Linked DNA regions of Mus musculus: all the other regions are linked to region 3. The links are chromatin contacts, called in public Hi-C maps. All regions are on one chromosome and are shown on one strand. The core of a region is the stretch at or near the end of the contact, and the rest is flanking DNA. Distances in the headings are between cores, read along the strand shown.

Region 1 (4,148 bases), core at 525-3,024, 590 kb before region 3:
CTTTAAGTAATTGGGGAATACCTTTGAAGACAGTTATGAGACCCAGGCCTTCTCTTGATCTTTACAACATTTCTTCCTGTCGATGAGATGGATAATTTTGCTCTACAATACACTTCTACAGTGATGTACCATGAGTCCCAAAACAATGGGGTCAGTTGATCACAGACTAGAGCCTCTAAAAAATAGCCTCGGATGTGCTTTTTTTCTCTTAAAAATATTTTTTCAATTTTCTATTATGTGTTTTGCTGAATTTACTAGATAGATAATTTCTTTATTGGGTCTAGTTCAATATAATGGTGAGGCTAGCCATAATAAGCCAGTCACAAATGCTTCTCTATCTAGTAAAATAAAGGCTATATGTGGTGCCTTGCTGCTTCAATTTGACATCTAGTGCTAATGGTAAGGATTCTGTCCCCTAAGGGTAGCTGGAACAAATGCTACACACATCAAAAAGACAAAAATTAATTGCCTTTGTGGGACAAGTTTTCATGTTTGAAGTACTGAATATTCGTGGGAATAGAATTGCTGTGGGTGTTTTAAAAGATCCAGTCATTATTGTGCTGGGGATTTTCATTCTTTATCAACATCAGATAAAAGGCAAGCCTTTAGAGTCTCTCCAAATGTTCTGATCTTCTTTACTCTACACTTTTAGGAAAGACTATTCCCATTACATAGAAGGAAAGATGTTTGGCTTTTGATAGGAAATTGCGTTGTGTTCTGGATGGCACTGGAGCATTGGTGCACATCTGTCTCCTCAGCTGTCCAAAACTCGAGAACTGTAGTCTGGAAATTCAGTTAACTATAAGTGTTCAGTTTGAAAAATGCTCTTTAACTAGAATTTAATGCCAAGAAATGATGGCAGTAATTGAGTTTGAATCTGTTTTAAGCTGATGAGGCAGAGGTGCTACAGGAGAGGCTCACATTTAAAGAAAGCAGCTTTGCTATGCCCTGGTACCAATATGCCTGGTCGTTGTTACCTGTGAGGGTCAGCAGAGTTTAGACAAAAATCATGATTTTATATTTTCTAGAAAATTTTAAAGTAATTATTACTGCAACTAAAATAACAGTTAATTAAGAAATAATATTGGTTTCAAGAACAGCTCCTGCTGTTTTTGTTGTTGACAAAGTCCTTTCACTGTTGATTCCCTTATACATGTTAAATGCTATGAAACAGATGATTTGAGAGCTCTTGTAAGCCTCAGAATGGCTGTTTGAAAGTTCATGTTGAGAGACTCTTTCAATCTCAATGAGGCTTACTTCCAAGTTTCAAGTTATATATATATATTCTTTTTTTTTCTTCATTTTGGAGCAGATGCCCTTTGTAGTCCTTTATGGTTTCTTTTACCTTTTCTACTGAGATCAAGTTTAGCAATACAAAACATTGTGTTAACCCAAGGACATCATGCTCAAATGCTACCCAATCTTTGTATAATGGGCAGAGTGATATTCCATAGACCTGCAAAGCACATTGTTAGAACCTGTAACCAATGGAAAGGGATATCATAATTATAACACTTTTACAAAATGAGTTTTTTTTCTAATTTTTCACCAGCGAACTAATTGTCTTGAATGTAAATTTGTATTGTAAATTCTTCTCTGCATGCACATCACTTCAGTCACTGAAGTGATTATATGTCATAGATAGTTCTAGGCAACTACTACCTCAAATGGAGATACAAAGTGAGACTCCAGAAAGAGGCCTTTCGATCTCCAAGTCCCTATATCTTCAAAGCATTATTTCTAAGGAGAAGTGTTCTACATATTCTTTTCTGTATATGAATACACTGTAGCTGTCCTCAGACACACCAGAAGAGGGAATCAGATCTCATTAAAGATGGTTGTGAGCCATCATGTGGTTGCTGGGAATTGAATTCAGGACTTCTGGAAGAACAATCAGTGGTCCAGTGGCTCTTAACCACTGAGCCATCTGTCCAGCCTGTTTTATATATTCTTTACGTAAAATCTTGCAATTAGTATGTTCTTAACATGTAGTTACAAATTGGAAAATCTAATCTGTATTCAAATGTACTGTGTGGCTAATGGTTTAGTCAGTGAGGGAGGGTGGAAAGAAGGGGTTTCAGAGTGAAGTGAAGGACATTAGATGGCAATGGAGGTGCCCAAAAGAAAAGAGAATAATAAAATAAATGATAATAGAGTTCTAAACTGAGTCCTATGTGTAAACTGTCAAGATGTCAGACATTGAAGAAATTTTCAGTGGCATAAGTTTAAAATGGCTTATTTCAATACTTGAAATTCAGGTTAGAATTATTTAAAAATCTCTGCTCAATAGTCAATACTAAGTTTAAGAAAGTAGTTCGTGGTGCACACAACTGAGATCTGCTTTATTCTCTGACTCTTTAAATCCTTCTTTCCTTGCTTCGGATAAGCTGTCACTCCTGTATCTCTCTACCAGTGGCAAAAATGTCACAGAATTGATTTGTGACACATGATCACAATCTGTAATAAGAACACTTTATAAATTCAAAGGCCAGGCCAAAAGTAAGTGAAGAGGAGAACTGTAAACCACATACTTGTATTTTTTTACACGATTAACAGTAAAAGGGTCAGCACATTAAGTTGGCTACATATATTGCTGTATACAGAAAACCCAGTTTTCAGCCTCAAGGCGTAAAGCACACATGGTAACTACACCACATCCAAGGAGGAGATAAGTGGAGGCTGTACCACATTCGTATGGATACTTAACAATGTGCCAATTCATTATCTTAATTTGGATGGATTTCTTTCTGGATGAAAGTGTTTGCCTGTAAGTCACGCAAATCTAGGAGAAAAATGGGAAGGCAAAGAAAAGATGTTTTCCTTTTAAAGAAAAAATTTTCTAAGTGTTTTAACTAATGAATATGCAAGAAGATATTCCATTCACTTCTAAATTTGATTTGATTCTGCTATATGCTTTTAAAATAAAGGTGTCATTGTGTGTTAAACAGTTAATGTACACATTCTTTATGCATACCTTTTTATATTATTTTGCTCTACTTTGCATGTTGTTGGCAGATCCTGGGTTGTTGAAAATGGCTTAGACCACTGAGTCCAAAGTAAATGAATATATATTCCAATGAAAGCCTACTGACTGATGAGCAAGACATACAGCAAACAAATCTCAGTTACTTACTTTTCATTTTAGCTGTTGATTGCGTTCAATGTCTTGTGTATATATATATATATATATATATATATATATATATATATATATATCCCACATCAAAAATATAAATGCATTTTTCACTCTCTTGAGTAACAACCCCACTCATATCAAGCATATTAACTCCAGTCTTTTATAGACTATCTGTGATCCATTTTTCTCTGTACTGCCTTGCTCTGTGAGAGGACAGCAGACAATCCTGCTGTTTGCAGACTCGAGACCTAACTATGTCTACAGAGTTTTAAGATGAAGGAGCAAGAGTTAGTTATACAGAATGGGAGGCCAAGGTTGGAGAACTCTGAATATGTCCTATCTCTTCAGGTTAAGATTCTTTTAAAGTCTAGTAGAAAGGCAGAGGGATAGGCAGCTGGCAGCTGCACAATGTAGCCCTTTGAATGATCTGTGTGTTACAGGAGAAAATAAACACCATTGTAATAGAAGCTGCTTTAAAAAGGAAGACAATTTGAATTGCTAGTGAATTCAAAACTTAAATGAGACTAACATCAGCTCTTACACAGAAGGTAGTAGAAATATTCTTCTTTATGTAGAATACTAAAATGTAAGACCAGGGCTGGTAAGGTAGTTCTGTGGGTAAAGATAGCACTGCAATTACTATGCAAGTCTGGGAACCTGAGTTTCATTCATCAAATCAGTATAAATTAAGGAGGAGAAGACTAAATTCACAAAGATATTCTGTGAACTTCCCATATAAGCCACGATATGAACCAATCCACAAATGTGAGCCCCCTTCCATGAATACACTCGCAAATAATAAATAAATAAATAAATAAATAAATAAATATATTATCACAAGATTGTCACAAGATAAGTGTCTCTTATGTCTGGCTCTTTACTAGTTTGTATAACTAATCACACAGGTGGGAACTGTTGTCTCCTATAAATTGTCAGTGTGTTCAAAGCACTGGCAAAAATGAGCACTTGTATATCTGAAATTTAGTGCTGAACATTTTAGTAAGTGGAAACC
Region 2 (4,024 bases), core at 734-3,233, 660 kb before region 3:
ATTTGGTAGCTAAAATTTTGACATTCAAACACAAGAAAGGGAGAAACTATGAGTTTAAAATGATGTAAGTGTGAAGTGTAAGATGAACGCTTTCTTTTTTACTTATTTAACAACTAAACTTGCATATTTGATGGTTTGTAAATGTTGCATACATAAACTATGCAATAAAAACATTGCTTTAATTTTTTTGTCCTAATGAAGATTCAAGTCTTTTCTCTTTGTAACTAAGTTACCATAGTCCAGAATTATTTATTCTCACCAGCCGAAGCACAGTCATTTTCACTGAAATCCCTACCAAAACTAGACTTCCCAGTCCTTGGTAACCATCTTTCAACTATCCTGTTCTATAAGTTTTATATATATATATATATATATATATATATCATATGTAAGAAAATCATGCAATATTTCTAATTCTAGGCCTGGTTAATTTTACTAGAATATTAATGTATTTTAAGTTTATCTATATTGTATATAAGTGGCAGTAAAAAACATGAGTATACAGAATATCTATATATATATAGATAGATAGATAGATAGATATAGATATAGATATAGATATAGATATAGATATAGATATAGATATAGATATAGATATAGATATACATACATATAAATATAGATATGAGTATGCTTTTCTTAGATGCTTACTAATTGATGGATATTTAAGTTAATTCTATATCTTAGATATTGAGACTGATATTGTAATATGTTTAAATTGTAGATGTTTCTTCTACAAACCAACATTGGTTAATAACCATGAGTTCCCTGAGCATTTCCAACCTGATTATGAAGGCAATTTTAGATAAAATTTTCAAGAATGTCTTGAACCCTGATAGCGTTGCAAGAATAAATGAATTGTTTGTTGATTCTGTTCTATATTTTTTATAAATTTATAAGCTTATTATATCATTATTGACATACGTGTGTTTCCATGGAGCTATGTGCATGTTTATGTATATAAATGTCTATTAGCTTATTTAGAAACATGAGTTTTTTCACCTTCTTTATCAGAATTCTTCCGTGTTGAAACAGAATATGATTAAATGTTAAAAGAGAAAACAAATAAAGAAATATAGATATATTGATGCTACTAACTAATTTTAAACTTAAAGGCATTGGTATTATGGCTTCATATAGTTTCTCATATTTTGTGTACAAACAGAAGAAGGTAATGCATGACAACTCTGAGCAAACCTGCTTTGCCTATGCCCTACTACCTCTCTGATGGTCCAAATATGCTCTCTCATTTCTATACCATCTTTTTGTCCATTGAGCATCTCAGATACTTATTAGCTTGGCTCATATTTGCATTTTATATCTTAACTGTATTCCCTTCAGCTCTACCCCATTACAACTTAGGGTGACTGTGCCATCTTCATGAGAACTGAGGAAGTCTGGTTCTCCTAAGATTGTCTCTACAATTTATAAGCTTTCCCCTTCTAAAACACTCACCACACATGCATTGGCATACTTTCCTCTCACCTACACTTCGGCATCAACCAGTTTTGTTCCCATTTTACTGGTGATATGGATAAACACTCAGCAAGGAAAAATTAATTGCTCAGTCAGCAATGAGTTGATGAGAGCTGAGCCCAGGCATTTTTGGCTCCAATTACCATACGAGTCTTAATGGCATTGTGTTGGCATTGGTAAGCTTGAAGAAAGTGAGCCTAGCAAGCAGGCTTCCTGTTCAGTGACTAGAACAGGGTCAAGGTGACTGGGTGAGCTTTAGGAGGTTGAAGGTGACATCTTATAATGAAGATTAAATTCTTTTGAAGTATAAAAAAAAAACCTTTAAATTCCATAAAGCTGCTACATTTGAATAGTAATGAGGTAAGTATCTGATTGATGTGACAATCTATAGATTGCTTATATTTTATGAAATTATTTTATTTAGTTTTTAAAGATTGTAATTGCAAGAGGGGGCCTGGTTAATAGTAACAAATCCCTAACAATATGACTTATTCTTAACTAGTGATGGGCAAAAGCTTTGGTAGTGGGGATTTGGACACCTCCTCAGATTAAAGCTGAAGCCATATGATTATCACAACTTTCAAGTGTCATGTGAAAACTGAGTATAAATACTCGCATGGCATCAGATCAGGCACCTTCAACATTTATGGGCTCATCCCTTTCCTAGCCTGAAAGCTACTGACACCCATCAGCTCAACTCAATCTCAAGAGCACATGAGTAGTAATTAACTTAAGGAGTATACAAAGCCACTGACAACAAGCATTGCCTCAAGATGCCAGCACTGAATGGAAGCTGACATCTACAGAAGTGGTCTGGGACTAATCAAAGACTTTATCAGTAGCCTGCTATCACAATTTAGCAATGTGGGCAGTGTATTGAGACTTAAATGATGTAATAATTGTGTCTCACTAGGAAATAAAAGGGCAACTGTTTAGACTGAGTCAATGAGGAACCAGCCTCATTTCTTTTCTGCCTTACACCAACTTTTAAAACATTATTTATTTCAAGCCTGAAGTGGGCTCAGAAGAGTGGTGTTATTGTTAAAACAAATTCTCGTTAGAAACCAAAACTACCTCAAAGGACAAGAAGTAAATAAGCATGGAACTGATGCTTTGATCCTGTACAGAATTTTAATATCTGTTTGAAACAGTTTGGAAACTTCTAGAAAGGTACCAACTAACTGCAGCAGTCATTGATATTGACAAAGGTAGACATGATAAAGATTGGAGAGTCAACAAATGTTGATGGCCCCATAAAACCTGGGAGGGTGGGCCAAATGGAACAAAAGGGACTCTGCTGGGATCCCAGCTGAAGTTTGCTTTCGTCATTTCATTTTTTTTTCTTTGAGAGTAGGAAAGTCAAATATAGTCCTATTTGAATAAGAAATTCAATTCTGATTTTAAAACGAGAGTGTCAGAGTTATTTAACATGTGACTTGCCTACCTTTGATATCTCAGGGTCAGGAATGATATTTTATTTGCTTGTGTCACCTTTACCCATCACAGAATTTGCCCTAGGATTGCTAGTAAACAAAATTGTATGCAATAAATAAATCTCTTCCATTTGTTATCAATGGGAAATATAGTTGTGTTTTGGTTCTCAGAAAGGGGCAAATCTTGTATATTATATTCAATTATTGGGTTGCATTAGTGGCAAAAATTAAAACAGTCATTTAAAATATGGTTTTCTGGGATCAAGCCCAACTATACCTACTGATCAACTACAGAAACTTTACTTTAGCATTATTTTGTGCTTTAAATTACTGTTTAAGAGTGTTGTTGGTGTTCGAAGTCCTCTTACCTCAGGATATTATCAGAAAGATTACCAAGGGCAAAGGGTACCTGGTAGCTTTCCTAGCTCCTAAAGCGTAATCATGGCTTGTATTATTTCTCATGCCGTCAGGGTCAACATAGCAACTATAGAAGCAATTGAAGGGAAGAAGGATTTTAGCTTCTGCTTTCTGAGGTTCTCAGTTCACCAATAGTAGGAACATCAAGCAGCAGCTCTATAACAATGTGTGCTGTAGACAAGTGTTCACACAGTGAGAGCACACACAGCACCAGGAAGACCAGAACTGCCCACTCTCAGTGACCTTTACCACTAACTGGACCCTTACATAAGCAAAGCCAGCTGGGGACCATCTACTCATACATGTGAGCCTATGAGGTGCATTCACATTCAAACCAAGAAATCAATCCATTTTGTGTTTTACCTCCCCAAAATGAAACAGGATGCTCACTCATTGCAGACAATATCTGTTCCCAAGAGATTGTAAATATTCACAAACTTTAGGGCTACTTTTTATTACCCAAATATGTTTGGCATGTGTTTTCCCTTCTCACTGTGGCCAACAATGTTTCCCCATAAAGCCTTCTTAGGTCAAGTGTGAACATTGTAGACTTCCACAACTAGTTTTACCTGTGACATCCTCAAGGAAGATAACTATAGTTTCCTCAGATGGAGAGCATCTTTCTATTTTGAGCTGAAGTCCTCATGGTTTTCTCCTTATAATATTGTAGCTATTCTTAATAGAAGGCTCATTTTTAC
Region 3 (4,328 bases), core at 764-3,263:
TGTGCAATATTTAACCCTGAATAGGACTGCATTTGCCGATGAAGGTTAATGAGGTCAAAGGGCAGAGCCTGAATCAATAGGATTAGTGTCTTATAAGAGAACACAGCCCTCTCTATTGTCTCTCTTCATCTCATGAAGACACAACACAGTATGGTGTGTACTGCAAGCCAGAAAGAAAGCCTCTACCAGGCAGCTAGTGAGTTAGTGCTTTGATTTGGAATTTGACTACCCTTAAAACTGTGAGGAATGAAGTTTGCTTAAGCCACAATCCAAGGGATTTGCTTTGAACAGTTCAAGCACATTAATTCACTATCTGATAAAAAAGAATTACCCTGTATTTTTATCTAGAGTGTTTATAGGTTCACTGCCTGCTAAAATCACATTTGATTTAGGGGTCTAGGTGAAATGTGTAGCTCCATGATAGAATGTTTGCCTTGTGTGCTTAAGGTTCTCTAGTTAAATTCCATATTGTGAAAAGTATACATAAAATATACATGAAACAGTTTTTTAATAGAGTTCAGATGCACAATCCATTTTGAGTTAACATTTGTATAATGTGTGACCTATGAATCAGAATAATAAGTGCTCAATAAAGAACTGAATATGGGCTCAACACCCCCTTTTCATTCAAGTAAGACAAATCTGTTTGGCTGATGATTAAGCCCCTCCTAGCTCAACCAATGACATCTGTCCAGTTTTCCAACAATCCAGTTAGTCCAATGTCTAATACAGAAAATCATTGCTTAATTATTATTGAAAATGCCCCCACAGTCCCCAACCAACATCACTTTCAGAGTTGTACTTCTGTGAATGCTATTCTCTCTAATTTGAAAAACTCTGCTCTTTTTAGGTCTTTCTCTTCATCATGGTCCCTGATACCTACTAACTGGTACCCAAAATAATTCATCTTCAACATCACCTTCTCTGGGAAACCTTTCATAAACACAAAAGACTGCCTCTTCCAGGTATTTCATCTGAGTCACTCCCAAACAACACTTTCAGTAAGACACTGTACTCATGCAGGCCCATGCTGAGGCATCCCTTCTCCCTGAGGTCCCAGCCACAAGAAGATTATAGTGTGGAATAGAGTTTATTAGGGGAATGGGGGGGTGGAGTTGAGGGGGTAGAGACAGAGAAGTTCAGAGAGAGAGAGAGAAAGAGAGAGAGAGAGTAAAGGAGTATCGGCCAGCCATGCGCACTAAGAAAGAGATAGGGAGGAGAATGGGGAGAGAAAGGACAGAGAGAGAAATGGGGAAGAGCAAGAGTGTGAGGAGGGGACAAGCAGCCCTTTTATAGTGAGCCAGTCATACCTGGCTGTTGCCAGGTAACTGTGGGGCAGGCCTAGAAGAAATGTTAACAACAGTTATTAACTCAGTGTTTACCTACCTATTTTCAAAGCTCCCAGGATATCAATGCATTTTGGATAAATGATAAACTCAGAAACTAGAGGATCTCAACTAATATAGGTGTAAATGGTGGTCAATTACTGAAACTTGTCCAAATGACAAGTCATACCAATATAAAAACGAATATCATAGAATATGTTGACAAACATCAGTCAGTAAAAGTTTTGCACACCAGAGCAAATCCTCAAAAAAATTCAAAAAAGAGTAAACACAGTGTCCATCTTCAGGAAAAAGAAAAAAGAAATATTGGCCAGCCTAAAACACAATGCCAGGGGAGTCACTGAGATAAATCATCAGAATGATCAATTTGCAATCACCCAGGAGCATAACAGACTGGGTAGCAACCAATGGGGCTTTTAAAGGAACAAATCATGCCAGACCGATTTAATTTCCCACTATGATGGAGTGGCAGACCTTGTAGATAAAAAGGATGCGGAAGATGCAATCTCTCTAGACTTCTGTAAGCCTTTGATTCTGTCCGACCTGACATTCTCATCAACAAACTGGGGAGATCTAATCTAAACCACACAACTGTTTAAAGGATGCACAGCCCACTGGACAGAGGCATCCAGAAAGCAGTTGGCATCGGCTTTGCATTAACCCAGGAGAACATTAGTGGCAACAGTTTTGCAGAGTGGCTCGAGTCATTCGCTATCTTACAGTCAAACAGAAGGCAAGTGCACAAGCAGAGACATGTGTGCAATAAAAGGGCAGGTTCACACGGGAGTGACTGCAAGTATATTTGGAATCAAAAGATTGGATCTGCATAGAAGTATTTGCCATAAAACAAATAGATAAGCAAGCAAATAAATACATTAAGAGTGGCCTATTGGTAAATATTCCAACCTTAGTCTATAATTACAACCTTGGAAGAATGGAACACTACCAGGACCTGTGTTACTTTCCTGTGTGAAACCTCTGCAAATCAGTACCCGTATATCTGCCATCCTTTTATCCTGTGTTGCATCGAATGTCCATTCTATCTGTATCCTTTCCCAGTTTCCTTAGCTACCCGTGTGACCATTCCTTAACATCCCTTCTTCCCTCTTCCTGTTTAATCTCTATGCATCAACCTTCACTCACGGCCTCTGCCGAACTAATCTTATCCATGATTTCTTCCCTTATTCAATATTCTGAAGAAAGGATGGAACCTAGTGAATGGAAACTCAAGATAACAAGACAGTAAGAAAATAAAATAATGAAATGAATTATAAAAGCCAGGGATCATCAGACACTAGGGCTTTGAAAAAAATTCTTTGATGATTTCATGCAGGTATGTAACACATTTTGTAATATATACACCTCCCATTACCCTCTCTTATTCAAATGAAACTCTGTCAAGGACTCCCCCTGGAGGCAAGGAACCTTCAAAGTCCCTCACCCCTTCCCCTCCCCAGTCCAAAATGAAGTGTTGAAGGGCTGGGTTTTGTAAAGGCAACTAAAGCTGCTGGTTTCAAGAGTGCAATGACAGTGCAAAAAACTCCTTCTCATCCTTTTGTTCTTGCATGCTTCCCTCCTCTTATATGATGGGTGCTCCCTGAGCCTTGGCGGGAGAGAGGGGGTGATATAACGTCCAACACAGGGCAAAGTACCCAGGAATCACTTATTCCCAACCTTTTGGCCCCTCAAAGAGTTCTTTGTGTTGCAAAAGGACAGTTCACTATATTTGGAGATGGGGGCCTCAAAATTAATAGAGGTCCAATTCCTGAGTGGGGCTTTCTGGAATAGAGCTGGCTGCTGAACGAGGAGCAGGAAATAAGATGGCATAGAGAGACAGGCTTAAGATTCAGGCAAGGTTTGAGCCATCCAGACAAGGGCTCAAGTGTAATGCATAAGTTAAGCTGCATGGTAGAAGATGCCCTTAATTTCTGCTATGTATTAGCTCTCAGGCTCTAGGAAGTCTATTGAAATATTCTAGATCTGTCTTGTCAACTGGAAAATGGGTTTATTACCTAGGTAAGGCATGCTAAAAGCAAATGAAAAAGCAGATGAAAACTCAGCAAACTAGAAAGCACTATGCACCTACTAAATCACATTGCTATAGTTGTTGTTGTTGTTTGTTGTTGTTGTTGTTGTTGTTATTGTTGTTGTTGTTGTTGTCAAGGACCAACAGTAGTTAAGCCCAGGAAAGGGGCTTTCAGCAGATGTACTCATATAACTAAGTAAACTTGTGGCATAAGGATAAGGATCGCTCTACTCTGTTCTCTAGGGGAATAAATCTTAATTCTCAATTGGTCAATTCAATTAAATGTCCATTCTGAAAAGAACTAACAACAAAATGTAATTTGCATTTTGTTAAAAAAAAAAAAACCCAGAAAGTTAGATTTTATTAAAGATAACTTCAGCATCCTTTGTTAGTTTTTCAGGGAAAGAATTAAAAAAAAAAAAAAAAAGAGCCAAGCCTTCGCAGCAAATATTACAGACAATGGGAGAGCACAGCACATACAGTAGAGAAATAAAGGTTGGCCAAGAAAGTACAAGCCTAAAATGTTTTCCAACATACTTTTCTCTAAATACCTAATACTTCTTATATTTCATTATTTCCAATAAGAGAATGGAAAAGTGGGGCTAAGCTTTTTATGCCTTCAATTTACTTTGTACATATAGATTATAGTTAGTTCTCATAATAATATAATCATAAACCTCCTGAAGGGTTTCTATATATATTTACCTTACTGATTTACACTATGTTTAAAAACTAAAGAGGCCAAATTATTTTTTTCCATTGCACACTGAGGAAACTTAGATGACCAACAGTCACTTAGTGAAAAGTTATCTGAATTTTTGATTCCTAAAAGAGAATTCTACTGCACCTTATTTATTTTTACAGATATCAATATATCTTATGTATTTTTACAGATATCAATAGGTTGGCAGTAACACGTTAGTATGAATTGTGCATGACAGAGGTCCATGCATAAC

Evidence for each region. Hi-C and Micro-C count contacts between places; a contact is called where the count stands out from the background.
Region 1: a Hi-C map of the N1E-115 cell line shows a contact between it and region 3, with 3 times the contacts expected there. The contact joins two enhancer-like sites. A contact is called at or near these places in 2 of 484 Hi-C or Micro-C datasets (the C2C12 cell line and the N1E-115 cell line).
Region 2: a contact with region 3 is called in a Hi-C map of the N1E-115 cell line, with 6 times the contacts expected there. The contact joins two enhancer-like sites. A contact is called at or near these places in 4 of 484 Hi-C or Micro-C datasets (the N1E-115 cell line, embryonic fibroblasts, embryonic stem cells and 1 more).

The regions. Positions count from the first base shown.
Region 1 is chr2:8,749,862-8,754,009 of GRCm38.p6, forward strand. No RefSeq gene overlaps it. Among named protein-coding and RNA genes, the nearest start is that of Gm30957, 200 kb to the right of the region's middle. Within about 2 kb of position 1,775, at least 1 of the 459 cell types and tissues checked has an H3K27ac peak or open chromatin away from gene starts, as enhancers often do. A contact at or near this core is called in the N1E-115 cell line, where this site is marked.
Region 2 is chr2:8,683,503-8,687,526 of GRCm38.p6, forward strand. No RefSeq gene overlaps it. Among named protein-coding and RNA genes, the nearest start is that of Gm30957, 260 kb to the right of the region's middle. Within about 2 kb of position 1,984, at least 1 of the 459 cell types and tissues checked has an H3K27ac peak or open chromatin away from gene starts, as enhancers often do. A contact at or near this core is called in the N1E-115 cell line, where this site is marked.
Region 3 is chr2:9,338,603-9,342,930 of GRCm38.p6, forward strand. No RefSeq gene overlaps it. Among named protein-coding and RNA genes, the nearest start is that of Gm13219, 11 kb to the right of the region's middle. Within about 2 kb of position 2,014, at least 2 of the 459 cell types and tissues checked have an H3K27ac peak or open chromatin away from gene starts, as enhancers often do. A contact at or near this core is called in the N1E-115 cell line, where this site is marked.